Linked DNA regions of Oryctolagus cuniculus: region 1 is linked to region 2. The links are chromatin contacts, called in public Hi-C maps. All regions are on one chromosome and are shown on one strand. Each heading gives the region's core, a stretch centred on a gene start, on an enhancer-like site or on the middle of the called end of the contact. The rest is flanking DNA. Distances are from core to core; before and after follow the strand shown.

What was found. Hi-C and Micro-C count contacts between places; a contact is called where the count stands out from the background.
Region 1: a Hi-C map of skin fibroblasts shows a contact between it and region 2, with 2.7 times the contacts expected there. The contact joins two enhancer-like sites. A contact is called at or near these places in 3 of 6 Hi-C or Micro-C datasets (embryonic fibroblasts, skin fibroblasts and an unstated tissue).

What each region holds. Positions count from the first base shown.
Region 1 is chr16:12,655,269-12,661,233 of mOryCun1.1, reverse strand. No RefSeq gene overlaps it. Among named protein-coding and RNA genes, the nearest start is that of ABCB5, 22 kb to the left of the region's middle. Within about 2 kb of position 1,738, at least 1 of the 8 cell types and tissues checked has an H3K27ac peak or open chromatin away from gene starts, as enhancers often do.
Region 2 is chr16:12,474,448-12,481,247 of mOryCun1.1, reverse strand. ITGB8 (integrin subunit beta 8) reads right to left here. Exons shown (of 14, transcript NM_001082304.1): 12 at 6,612-6,718; 13 at 3,685-3,848; 14 at 3,461-3,591. The coding sequence ends at 3,469. Among named protein-coding and RNA genes, the nearest start is that of ITGB8, 86 kb to the right of the region's middle. Within about 2 kb of position 4,702, at least 2 of the 8 cell types and tissues checked have an H3K27ac peak or open chromatin away from gene starts, as enhancers often do.

The sequences.
Region 1 (5,965 bases), core at 489-2,988, 180 kb before region 2:
ATAAATATAGTAACTGTTGTTACATAAACTGAAGTTTTGGGGTCACTTGTAGATAACTGGAGAAATAGTCTAAGGCAAGGAGCAAAGCATTCTGTTTCACTTTGCTTCTTTGCTTGTATGGATACTGTTGCTTGTACCTAAAATACCCTGTCTTTTGGTTCTCTTCTCATTTGCTCCACTTGTCTAAACTTCCTCCTTACCTTTCATGAATAGCTCAGGTGCCAATCTCTGTGGGACACGTCCCATCATCCTTAGTCAAATGGCCCTCCTGTTTGTAGAAGTCTCAACAGCAATCTCAGCCAAATGGGCCATCAGGATCCGTTGAAAAGTTTGGTGTCTGCACCAGTCAGTGCATTTGTCTTCATATTATTCAACTTGATGTCATTAATCTTCATACACCCAGGGACTAGCATAGCGGCTGGTTCTACCAGCTGCAACCTTTGTGGACATGGTTGAGGAATGTTCCGGAGACTCCCCTTCCTTATCTGGGAAGCAAGATAAAAACCTCCAACTTGTAGTGTTGTTTGTGAGGATGGAAGGATAAAGTCGTCCAAGGTGCTGGCACAGAGCAATTGCTGTACAACTTAGCTGTTTACAACGACAGAGTAACCTCAGAATAAGAGAACCCGCTCGGCGTTCCAGAAAGCAGATCCAGTGAATAGTATCTAGAGGTACATCAACCACAGTTTCCTGACCTCGCTTCTCTGCTCCCTTACTGGGCAGCTTTGAATTCATTCTCTTTTCCCCACTACCTAATTTTCTTTACACATTTGCTCTCAGAAGGAGGGCAGGTACAGCTGAAAGAGGTGGTGTCAGCTGGAGTGATGAATGGATTTTTAAATTCATACCAAAGCCAACACTCATAGAAGCCAAGTGCTTGCAACAGATAATGTGTTTTAAAGTTCAAAAGTTTGGCTTGGGAATATCAGAATACAAAGTCTCAAAAGCAACAAGGCATGGAGATTATACCAAAAATCAACATAATGTAGGGGTGATAGGAGTGAATGGGAGAGAGCCCAATCCTGCCCTTTCCCCCACCTCACCCATATCCCAAAACAGAAAAGAATTGATGCCTTATATCTTAGGGTTCCAGGGTATAACCAGGGGAAAGTGGGAACCTGTTAGAGCCTCCTTGGTCCTCGTGGGGTTGGAACAGCAGACCAGCCAGGGGCCGATGAAAAGCCTGAACTAATACGTCCTAACAGAGTCCGATGCAGCCAAGGGTTAAGGAAAGAATCCAGTGGGGATGCAGAGGGTTGAGAGAGATCCAGCTGAGTGTAGGGAACATACATGGGGACATGGGGCAGGACAGAGAAGACATGCTGTATGTGTGTGTGTGTGTGTGTGTGTGTGTTGTGCCAGTGACCACAGCACAGCAAGCACCTGCTGGAGAGCCAACACCACACACTCTGCTAGTTACATTTTATTTTGGTGTCATTGGTGTGAATTCTCAGGGGTGGCTGAATGATTTCAGCATAATTTTTGTAGGCAGAGGCTCCCCTTTTTCTTCCATTGCTCTCACTTTGGAATGGAAAGGGTCTCTTAACCTTCAAATGAGTAGGCAGGCAGGACCCAGTGCAGGCTCAGTGGACTTCCTGCTGACGGCCCTTGCAATAGCATGACGGCCCTTGCAATAGCATGAGGCTCTAGCGTGCCGCGTCCCAGCTGCTCCCCGAGGAGCCAGTGCACAGGCTGCAGTGAGGCAGCAGAAATGCCCCTTGCCTGGAGACATGCTGCCGGGTCAGCACTTGCAGCTCTCAGCAGCGTCGGCCCTCTTATCACTGTCGTCTGAAGAGCACAGGCTGTTCTCCGTGATCTTGGCACCAGGCTCTTGGGGAAATTTATGGTGGAAGCTCTGCTTCCAGGGTCAAATTCACGTTGCAGTCAAGCTGCAGTGGTGAATACTATTGCAGAGCCTGCGATCCCCGGAGATAAAGCGTCCAGTGCCCTGACTCTGGGGCAATTCGGCCGGGAAGCATTCGAGGGCAGCACTTGCAGGAGTGGAGACTGAGCCGCCTGCCTAGGGATCTTTTCAAATTTTATTTAAGAAAAATAAATTTCCAAAGTACAACTTCTGGATTATAGCGGCCCTTCCTCCCACAACCTCCCACCCACCTGCAACCACCCTACTTCCCACTCCCTCTCCCATCCCATTCTTCATCAAGACTCATTTTCAATTATTTTTATATACAGAAGATCAACTTAGTATTTACTAAGTAGAGATTTCAACAGTTTGCACTAAAACAAACACACAAAGTACAAAGCACTGATGCCTGAGAAACTCTCATGGGCTCTTCAGCCAGATCCGATTGCCTTAAGGGCTGATTCTGAGGCCTGGGTGCTATTTAGGACATCTGCCATTCTATGAGTCTGCTGTGGATCCCACTTGCCATGTTGGATCTTTCTCTCCATTTTTTATTCTATCAGTTAGTATTAGCAGACACTAGTCTTGTTTATGTGATCACTTTGGTACTTAATCCTATTATTACGATCAATTATGAACTTAAACTGATCAGTTTGACTAGTAAGATGGCATTGGTACATGCCACCTGGATGGGATTGAAGTGAAATCCCTGCCTGGGGATCTTGTCCCAGGCCCAATATTTACTGGATTGAAGGCCCACAAAGGTATTTTATCCTTAGCTCTTCAGCGTTTTTGTCAGTAAAATAGGCATGGAAAGAAAGGGCTGACCTTGTAGGACTTGGGCATTGAGTGAAGGAAGGCAAACACAGCCCTTTGTCTGGCTTCTTGTGAGTTCCCAGTGACCGCTGAATTTGCTAGCATTCTCATTGTTGTTGCCAACACTCACCATGGCAAAAACGTTTGCCGGCTGCCCCACTGATAGCTCGCTCCCCTTGCCACGGCTCTTCCTTGTCATCAGAGCACAGAGTTCATGTGGTTTTCTGGGTGCCACATGCTGATTGATTTTCATTTGCTTTGATTTTTAAAAATGCTTATTTGTTTATTTATTAGAAAGGCAGAGCAACACACATACAGTGAGAGAGTGAAAGAGAAAGAGAGAGAGAGAGAGGAAGAGAGAGAGAGAGGAGAGAAAGAGAGAGACATAGAGAAGGATTTTCCATCCACTGGTTCACTCCCCAAATGCCGGCAACAACCAGGGCTGGGCCAGACTGAAGTCAGGAGCCAGGAACTTTATCTGTGTCTCCCCTGTGGGTGGCAAGGGCCCAAGTTATTGAGCCATCATCTACAGCCTCCTAGGTGCATTGACAGGAAGTTAGATCGGAAGCAAAGGCAGGAAGTGATCCCAGGCACTCCAATATGGGATGTGGGTGTCCCAAGTAGCAGCTTAGGTTGTTACACCACAATGTCAGCACATGATGGATTCTGATTGGGTGAAATACTTAGTAATGAGAGGTTCCTCTTGATTCTGAAGCACCCTGGGCATGGCACTTCAACATAACCCGTCTAGAGGCAGGCATAGAAGTGAATTAATGTGGTAAAGAAGTAAGAGAGAGCTTGTCACCTCAACTAAGGACACATCAGAGGTGAGGGTCCCAGGAGGGGACACTGGAAGCAGCACCCCTTGCAACATGTGTGAGACTTGAGCAGAGAAGAGCAGAAAAACAACCTTTTCGATTGCAAACCCTTGACATGACTGCAACTTGTTGTCCCCTGTAAGCATCACATTGCTTAGCCCATCCTGGCTGGCACAGAAGAGCAGGCACTGTGAAATCTATTTTGTCTTCGGTTATTCTTCGCATAGCATTCTATGGACACAGATTTCCCAGAAGTTGCTTTTATTCCGATCGAAAGTTTTATTTTTTTTATTTAATAAATGTGAATTTACAAAGTGCAACTTTTGCATTGTGTGGCTTTCTCCCCGCAACCTCCCTCCCTCCCGCAGCCCTCCCATCTCCCATTCCCTCTCCCATCCCACTCTTCATCAAGATTAATTTTCAATTATCTTTATACACAGAAGATCAACTTAGTATATACTAAGCAAAGATTTCAACAGACTGCACCCACACACCCACAAAAGATATAGAGGACTGTTCGACTAGTAGTGTTATTGTTAACTCTCATAGTAAAACACATTAAGGACAGAGATCCTACGTGGGGAGCAGATGCACAGTGACTCCCATTGTTGATTTAAGAACTGACACTCTTATTTATGACATCAGTAATTACCCAAGGCTCTTGCCATGAGCTGTCAACGCTATGGAAGCCTCTTGAGTTCACCAACTCTGAACTTGTTTAGTCAAGGCCATATCACAGTGGAGGTTCCTTCCTCCCTTCAGCGAAAGGTGCCTCCTTCTTTGATGGCCTATTCTTTCTGCTGGGGTCTTGTTCACTGAGATCTTTCATTCAGGTTGTTTTTGCCACAGTGTCTTGGCTTTCCATGCCTGTGAGACTCTCATGGGCCTTTTAGCCAGATCCGAATGCCCCAAGGGTTGATTCTGAGGCCAGAGTGCTGTTTTGGGCATTTGCCATTCTATGAGTCTGCTGTGTGTCCCGCTTCCCCCGCAGGATCATTCTCTCCCTTTTATTTCTATCCTTCATTATTTGCAGACACTGGTCTTATTTGTGAAATCTCTTGGACACTTACCCTATCTTTTTGATCAATTATGTACTTAAACTTATCACTTTAACAAGTGAGATGGCATTGGTACATGCCTCCTTGGTAAGATTGACCAATCAAAAGTTTTTATGTAGATTCTAGGACGTTATTAAATCACAGTTCATATCAAGCTGTCCTGTTTCTAGCTTTCGCCATTGTGTGTTTAGTTTTCGTGGCTATCATTTCTAACAAGAAAAAATTCTAAATTAATATGGTTCCCGGCTAGCAAGCTCTAAAATTTTGCTTGTGTCAAATTGTTCTGATCTAAATTCCAGTAGGAAAATGTAAACCTGTAATTTTCCCATCAATCATAAAGGCTTATGAGAAAAGAAGTATTGCACAGAACAGACTCTGGAACCAGATTGATGGATTCCTGATTCAAATTTACCACTGCCAGCTCTGCCACTTGGGACAAGTTGCTTAACTTCTCTGTGCTCCACTGCTTTCATGCAGGAAAAGGAATATAATTAGCATCTAACTCATGGGATGTTCAGTAGAGTTAATTGGTTAATTTTTAAAAGAATTTTTAAAGCTCTTAGAACAAGGGCCGGCCCCGTGACACACTAGGTTAATCCTCTACCTGCGGTGCCGGCATCCCATATGGGCACCGGTTCTAGTCCCGGTTGCTCCTCTTCCAATCCAGCTCTCTGCTGTGGCCTGGGATAGCAGTGGAAGATGGCCCAAATGCTTGGGCTCCTGCACCTGCATGGGAGACCAGGAAGAAGCACCTGGCTCCTGGCTTCGGATGGGCGCAGCTCTGGCCGTAGTGGCCATTTGGGGAGAGAAGGAAGACCTTTCTCTCTGTCTCTCTCTCTCTCACTGTCTGTAACTCTACCTGTCAAATAAATAAATAAAATCTTTAAAAATAAAAAAAAAGCTCTTAGAACAGTGCCTGGAACCTATGCAAATTAAATTATTTGAGAGGGAGGAAGAAAGAGAGAGAAAGACAGATACAGAGAGAGTGGTTCCACCCACTGGTTCATTTTCTAAATAGCTACAACAACCAGAACTGGATCAGGCTGAAGGTAGGAGATAGGAACTCAATGCAAGTCTCCCATGTAGGGGCAGGGACCCAACCACCTGATCCATCACCTGTCACCTCCCAGGGTCTGCATCTGCAGGAGTGGAAATTCCAAGCAGGGGCCAGGAATTCAACCCAGGTACTGGTATAGGATGTGGACATCTTAACTGCTAGGCCAAATGCCCACTCCAAGCTCACATTTTAATGGGTGGAGATACACAAAATGCATATCATTAGGCAACACTCAGCTCTCTGAAGGAGAATAGAGCAGGGCAGAGGACAAGCCATGCCTGGGTGCGGACTCAGAAAGGCCTCTCCAGTGTTTGCTGAGGAATCTTCAGGGGGAAAGAGCAAGGCAGCAGGT
Region 2 (6,800 bases), core at 3,453-5,952:
GGTCACCATATATCACTTGATACTTCCATGAAAGCATATATCTCAAATCCTTCAAAATGGACAGAAGCCCAAACAGTTATGAAAATTTCAAAATGTGACATTGTTAGGTTTTAATGGGTCTATGCTTGTTTAGGAGCATAGATTCAAAGGCGTTTTAAAATTGGTAAGGTGAATGGGAATCAAGAACTTCATTATATCAATCAATTCAGTGATTTTTTTCACTATTAAGTTTATGGAGCTTGAAACTTTAGGGCAACGTCTTGGAAACATGTGGAGGGAAAAACAGGAAGGAAAGGAAAAGTCACTGAGTGTAATCTATGTTATCAGGTACCAGAAGGAATACAGTGATGTGGAGAAAACCTTTCCATTCCATGGTCTACCACGACATACGTCAGTGTCTCAGGGATGTCTTCAATGAAGATTAAGTAAATATCTTTTAAAATATTGGGGATTTATTATTCCATGATGTGCTGCATCTGATGTATTCATCCATTAATTTTATTTATCAGTTTTGAAAAATTCACCTCCAGATATATTAATTCTGTTTAACCTTGGGCTTTTGGGGTTACTTTTGTAAATCAATGCCAAATTAAATATTTAGGACCCTGTCAGATTTTTAGTGAATTTTTTAATCTTTCAGGGAACTTCTAAGACTTAATAAATGTTAGCAGATTTCCAAAAGTACAGCGAACGCCTACAAATATATGTGCACTGCAGTGTAAAGATGTCCCCAGAGAAATCAGACGCACACAGCGCTCAGCTGTGTTGTAGTGTATGTATGGCACGTCTTTAAGTCATTACAAACTTCAGGGCACAAAATGCTGCCGTACCAAAGTGGTGTTCAAGTTCTAAATATTATTAACAAACTAAAATTTCTATAGTTGTATTTAATATCAATGAAACTCAAAAGGCTCCTGTAGTCCTAGTAGTTGAAAATAGGCTTTATGTACATAAATTATTTAATCTAAGAATACCCTGTGTCCCCTTATCTTTTAATTAATTCTAACTAGTCAAATATTAATTCTCTTTTCACAAACCATTATACAGAAAATATATCAATTATTCAAGTAAAAGATAAGCTCTAAAATATTTAAGAATTAGCTCATTAAGTTAAAAAAAAAAAACCGAAACAACAAGAAAGCACAAGATGTCATGAGCATAACTACAATCACCAGCTAGCACTGAGTTTCCTGTGAGAAAGTCTGCCCCTCCTTTGGTCACACTCTCTGTACACTATGCCACTAAGGCAAACTTGAGAGGGTAGAAAAATATACATCCTTGGTTTTTAAGGATCTCATTTTATTATACTCATATGGACATTCAGTCCATATGGCAATTAGTTTACTGTTCATTAACAGTGTAATGTCCCTTTAAGAAAATTTAGCATTTGAATCATGGATATCTTCCATTTTTGTATTTTAGAAGTTGTTAGGCATCCTTTTTTTTCCCTTTAAAATGGATAGTATGTGTTACAGGACACAAATGCACTTTGTACATAGTCTTGAGTAAGCAAAGGTTGCTCACATGAGTAAAACACAGTGCCACGTGTTGTTCATGTCCCCAGTCTCTATACGAGGAAGCAAGTGCCACGCCATGTAGGATCATCACTGCAGGGCTGTGACAGCCAGAGGAGCTGTGGTGTAGTTGGCTCCAGAGCAACTTATGAAAGGTTTCTCAGTCCTCTCTAGGGCTGTCTTCACCACCATGCAAATATCTAGTACTTAAGCTCAAGTACTAGAAGGCAGCAAATCTGGGAACTTAGTTAAAAGATGCTTTAAATAAATCCCTTTGTGCTCATAGGCAAAACTCTGTCCTACACACAGGCTTGTTGGACCACCAGCCAGGAGACCCAGATTGACCAAGTCCATGGGAATAGAGAGTTGTAAAGTTTTCTTTGAGGGAGAGAGAGCACAAGGCCTTTTTATCAAGGCCTCAAGCTGCGCACTGTACAACTGCAGGGGGCACTGTTCATCCAGGCTATGGAGTGTGTGCATTTCCCTGTGGGTGCGCCCTTTCAGGCTGGTGAGCAGGAAACACTGGAAGCCAATATGGAGAATTTGGTTTGAATTACTCATTTCAGCATTGCTTTGAAATGTCTTCTTATGTTCTTAAGACTTCAGTAAATCCCATTTAAAATTTTTTGTCAGTTGGATATCTTAAAGAGGTAGCATGATATTGTGCAATGAACACTGGCCCAGCAATAAGACAGAAGCTTTTTCCTAATGCTGTCACTTTATCAGTTGGGTGTGTTTCAAGACATCATTTAAATTTTCTGAGTCTCAGTTCCCTGACTTACTAGACAGGTGAATGAGCTTATTTAAATCATCTTCCCTCTTCTGATTTTATACCTGTATGAGTTCTGGTGGGTATGGTTGGGTAATCCAGAGAAAGCATGACTTTCTAGGTCGAACTGAAGGGCAAATAGAGCTGCTCATTTAAAAAACCCCTAACAGCTATTTGCACTCAAAACTGTGAAAGAGAACTCATTCAATTGCTTGAGGCAAACTTTCTAAATGGCTTGCAGAATTTACCTTAATGACTACACAAATGAAAGGGTTGAACAATCCATCCAGTTTACCAGGTGAAGAAGAAATCAAAACACTAGGTCTGCAAACAATGAAGCTATTCCGGTTTGGACAACAGTTTACAGTGTTTCTCATTAACATTCAGCCTTTAAAACCAGTATTCTAATAAAGTGACATTGTATTATTAGTTCTGTATGCAGTAGTAACTTAGCACTTATTCAGTCCAGTCATTTGTGACATATAAACTTATCCTGCAGGGGAGAAAAACAAACTACAAAGAGAAAGAGGAGAGAGTGTTAGAATTTGCAACCATCTTGAAAAAAAGAAAAGATCAACACACATGCATTAAACTATACAGTTTCAGAAGCAATATCCCTTAATATTAAGCTTTCATATGTTCACCTCTTGAATAAATGAGACACTAACCATTTATTCATCTAGTTGTTCTTGTCTACTCATTGCCAACAGTTGAAGTGTTGGGCAAAATTGGCCTAAAACATCCGGTGTAACTACCAGATGATATTTTTCGTCTGCATGGTCAATGCAGGGATCACTGTACCCTTGTGGTGGCACAATGCAACTCTCTCACAGCGTTGTCTCTCTCTCTCTGGGAAGCATAGGAATGGAAGGTACCTGTAAAGTGTAATCAGTGCTCTTCAGATGATCTACATTCTAGGTTGATCTAAATAAGTTATATATTACAGTAAAGTGCTACAATGACACTAGTCTCAAACAGTAGTAAGACATTTTTCTCTGAAAAATTCAGCAGCTATGTGAGTCACATGACGATGAGGATGCTTGGCAGTCTTCACTCGAATCCATCCAGCAACTGGCACAATCTGGAACAATCTGTCTCCTCCTGTGACTTTTAGAACTATCCTTTTTTAGGAGCAGTTATTGAAAAATCAGTTTCCCACAAAGTATTTTTTTAAATCTTTTTTTCTTAGAAGTTGCACCTGAAAGTTTCATGAGCATTTAATTTACTGATATCCAATTTTATCTCTTCAGGTTTCTCACGTCGGTAGGTCACTGCTCTTGTGCAAACACTCTGCAGAATCAGCTTATCCTTGACGGAGAAGAAATATTGTTGTTAGTTAAGGGCCTAAATAATGTAGCTAGACAATAATTACTGGCAGCATTTTTTTTTTAATTCACTGACCTTTTTTGAGGCTGACACTCTGTAATCTGAGGAGGACTTGATTTTACTGCTATTCCATTGTAGTATCACTTGTCTAATGATCAGGATTTTAAGCAACCCAATCAAGAACGTGACTATGAATATGATGAAAAAAATCCTCAAGTAGCTTGGGCTAGAGAAACACTCTGTAATAAAGTAAACAAATAAATGGATTAAAAATCAGTATGAGGAGATCAGAGGATGGTACCAAGCAACTTATGCTGAGAGCTCAATGAATAGGACCAGAGATATTTGCAAACCTATATTTTTAAAATAGGGGATTCACATGACATGATTGCTGGCTCAAAAAAGTATTCTCTCTAATTTTATTGCATATTTCTTATAAAAATATTTTCAATAGATAGCCTCCCTTAGGGGAATATCCATGCTAATGGGAGCCTCCCTTAGGGGAATATCCATGCTAATGGGATTCAATAACATTTTTTTTTGCAGCTTGATGCTTTAATTGTATTAACTGGAATGTGTCCAAATCCCTTAACCAAACATAATTTTATCCATGACAGAGAAAAGGACACTTTTTGTAGTGTTTACTGTTGATCACTAAGTGGAAAATAGGATTTTAAACAATTATCTAACAGCTCTGGGCATGAGCATATGTTTCCCTTATTATTTTGTTGCACACCAGTAATGGAAAATTAAGTAAACATCTACAGAATCTAAAATCGGTACTAGATGAACAAATATTTCCTCTGAAGTTGCAGTGTAGGTTTTCATTATTATTACACATGGCTTCTCCAGGAAATGGGAGTGTCCAGTTTGGGACACACTCAAATCTCTTCCTCAATTTTATTAATTTCTTTTTTTACTCGTCTGTTAGCTAAATCTACTCCATTTTCTACTAAAATTTCCACCCTATTTTTTTTCAAGGACAGATAATTTCCAGTTGGAGGGGAAAAAAGCAGCAGTGTGAAGAGCACGCTAGATCTCTGCTTCAGCACCAGGCCTTTGGCACAGCGTCCTTGGAAAGCGGACAGGCTTGGTTGCTGCCAGTGGTATTACTCTAATCGGAGGGGAACATGGTTGCACAATAGACAAGTATTCCAGGGAACTCAACAGCTGTCCCAGATTCAGAAAGTGACTTCCTGGCTAAAGAGGCATTTGTGCCTCTGCCCATTCTCCAGGCATGGGGAGGAGCCCTTGAACGTGAAGGGTCTCCAGGGAGGCGACTGGCCAAGGCCTGGGGTAGCACATCCCCAGTTTATAGGTGATCTGAGTTAGAACTCCCAGGGACCAGCACGTGGGGCTCTTGGATCCACCAAGAGCTCGGTGATGAGAGGCAAGGGGTGCTCTCTCCAGCTGGGAAGGCAGAGGAGCCTTCCTTCTGGTCGGCAATCAGTTAACTTGAAAGAATGGACAAAGGCAGAGGCCCCAGGGCTCCTACTGGAACGGAAACCCTAAATACCAGAGCACGTCTCCAGCCATGTCGGGGTGGACTCCAAGGCGCTCTCAAAATGGTGCCCTGGAGTCTTCCGCAGTGACTTGCGGGGTCACGACGCGCAGGATGCATTTTGTCATTTGCCTTGGCTGATTCCAGACCAGTCACCCAGCCAAGCAGATGCTCAGAGGGGGCACGTGGCTGGATTCCCCTCTCTGGCCTCCTGCCCGGTAGGAGCTTAGCCAGAGAGACCGAAAGAACACTCTTTAAGTGTGATTGAGCGGACGGATCTCAGAGGTGCCTAACAGAAGCCTTTTCCCCACTCCTTGCACAAGAGTTGTGACGAGGAGGGGATCTCCCTCGCAGCTGACACATTTTAGGGACGTTTCTAACAGGGTAGGGTAGAAGACATTTTCAGGGTGCAAATCCGCTACCTTTTCAACCGTTGCTAGGGGTGGTCAAACATTTTCCTCTGACCCATGCTTTTCTTAGTTTTGGTCAGGCCGGGGCTTTTCCTAAGAAGTTTTAGGCAATTTTTTTTATGGTAACAACAGCTAAATCAGGAGTGTTTACTGAACATTATAAATGACATGTTGATAGCGAGGGCCCTTTTATTAGAAAAGGCACTTGGCTTTCTGGAGTGATTGCTGTAGCCCCAGCTGGCAGCACATGGGTTCTGTTCAGAGCCAAATCCATTACGGGCTAAGACCAGTGTGGTTGCAAAGCAAAAGGGAGAGAAAGCTCTAGTGAAAGTTTGCTTCTGTGTTCCATCTCTGCAAGAGCTGCACTTTTTCTTACTGGCATGGTGGTGCTGGTGGTGGGGGCAGCCCTGAAATAGTAGATGCAATCGGAATGTTTCCAGTGAGGACACGATTTCAAGGTTTATTCTAATTCAGATAAAGTTCCATACCTCAAACCTGTGCAATGCTGGCTCTGGCTTTTTGGGTTCTACGGAGTTTTTAGTTTAAATAGTCTTTAGGCACAGGTCTCATGTATTTCCCCGATTTCTGTGTCATCTTTAGATTCCTCTTTGATGATCACTGACTCAGTGCCGCGTGGCCTTTTCAATTTGTTATTGCCTCCGTTTCACAGATCAGAAAACTGAAACCCAGGGAGATTTTCTAAGAGGGCTGAGAATTTTTTTTTTTGAAAATGATTTATTTATTTGAAAGGCAAAATGACAGGAAGTGGGGGGTGGGGACAGAGAGAGAGAGCAAGAGTGAGAGCGAGAGCGAGAGCGAGAGAATCTACCATCCACTGGTTCACTCTCTAAAAGCCTGCAACAGGGCAGTTGCTGGGTGGGCTAGGCTGAAGCCAGAACTCGATCTGGGTGTTCCATGTGGGTGGTAAGAATACAAGGAATGGATCCATCATTGCTGCCTCCCAGGGTGTACCTCAGCAGGAAACTGGAATCAGAAGTGGAGTGGGACTGCAGGTGCCTCAGATGGGGACTTAACCTCTGTGCCCCACAGTGGCCCTTCCCCAGTGCCTTGATTGTCCAGTGTCGGTTTACCTGATGCCTGCTCCACATAAGGCTGCTCCGTGGAAGCACATGAGGTTCTACACTGATCAAGTATAGCCTGGGACAGATTGTGAGGGTGAAGGCATTGCACACAATTCCTGAAGGGGAAATGGAAGGGAAAATCTTTATTCTTTAAAAAAGTGTTGGCTGTCAAATGTTCTGTGAGAAATACAAGAATAC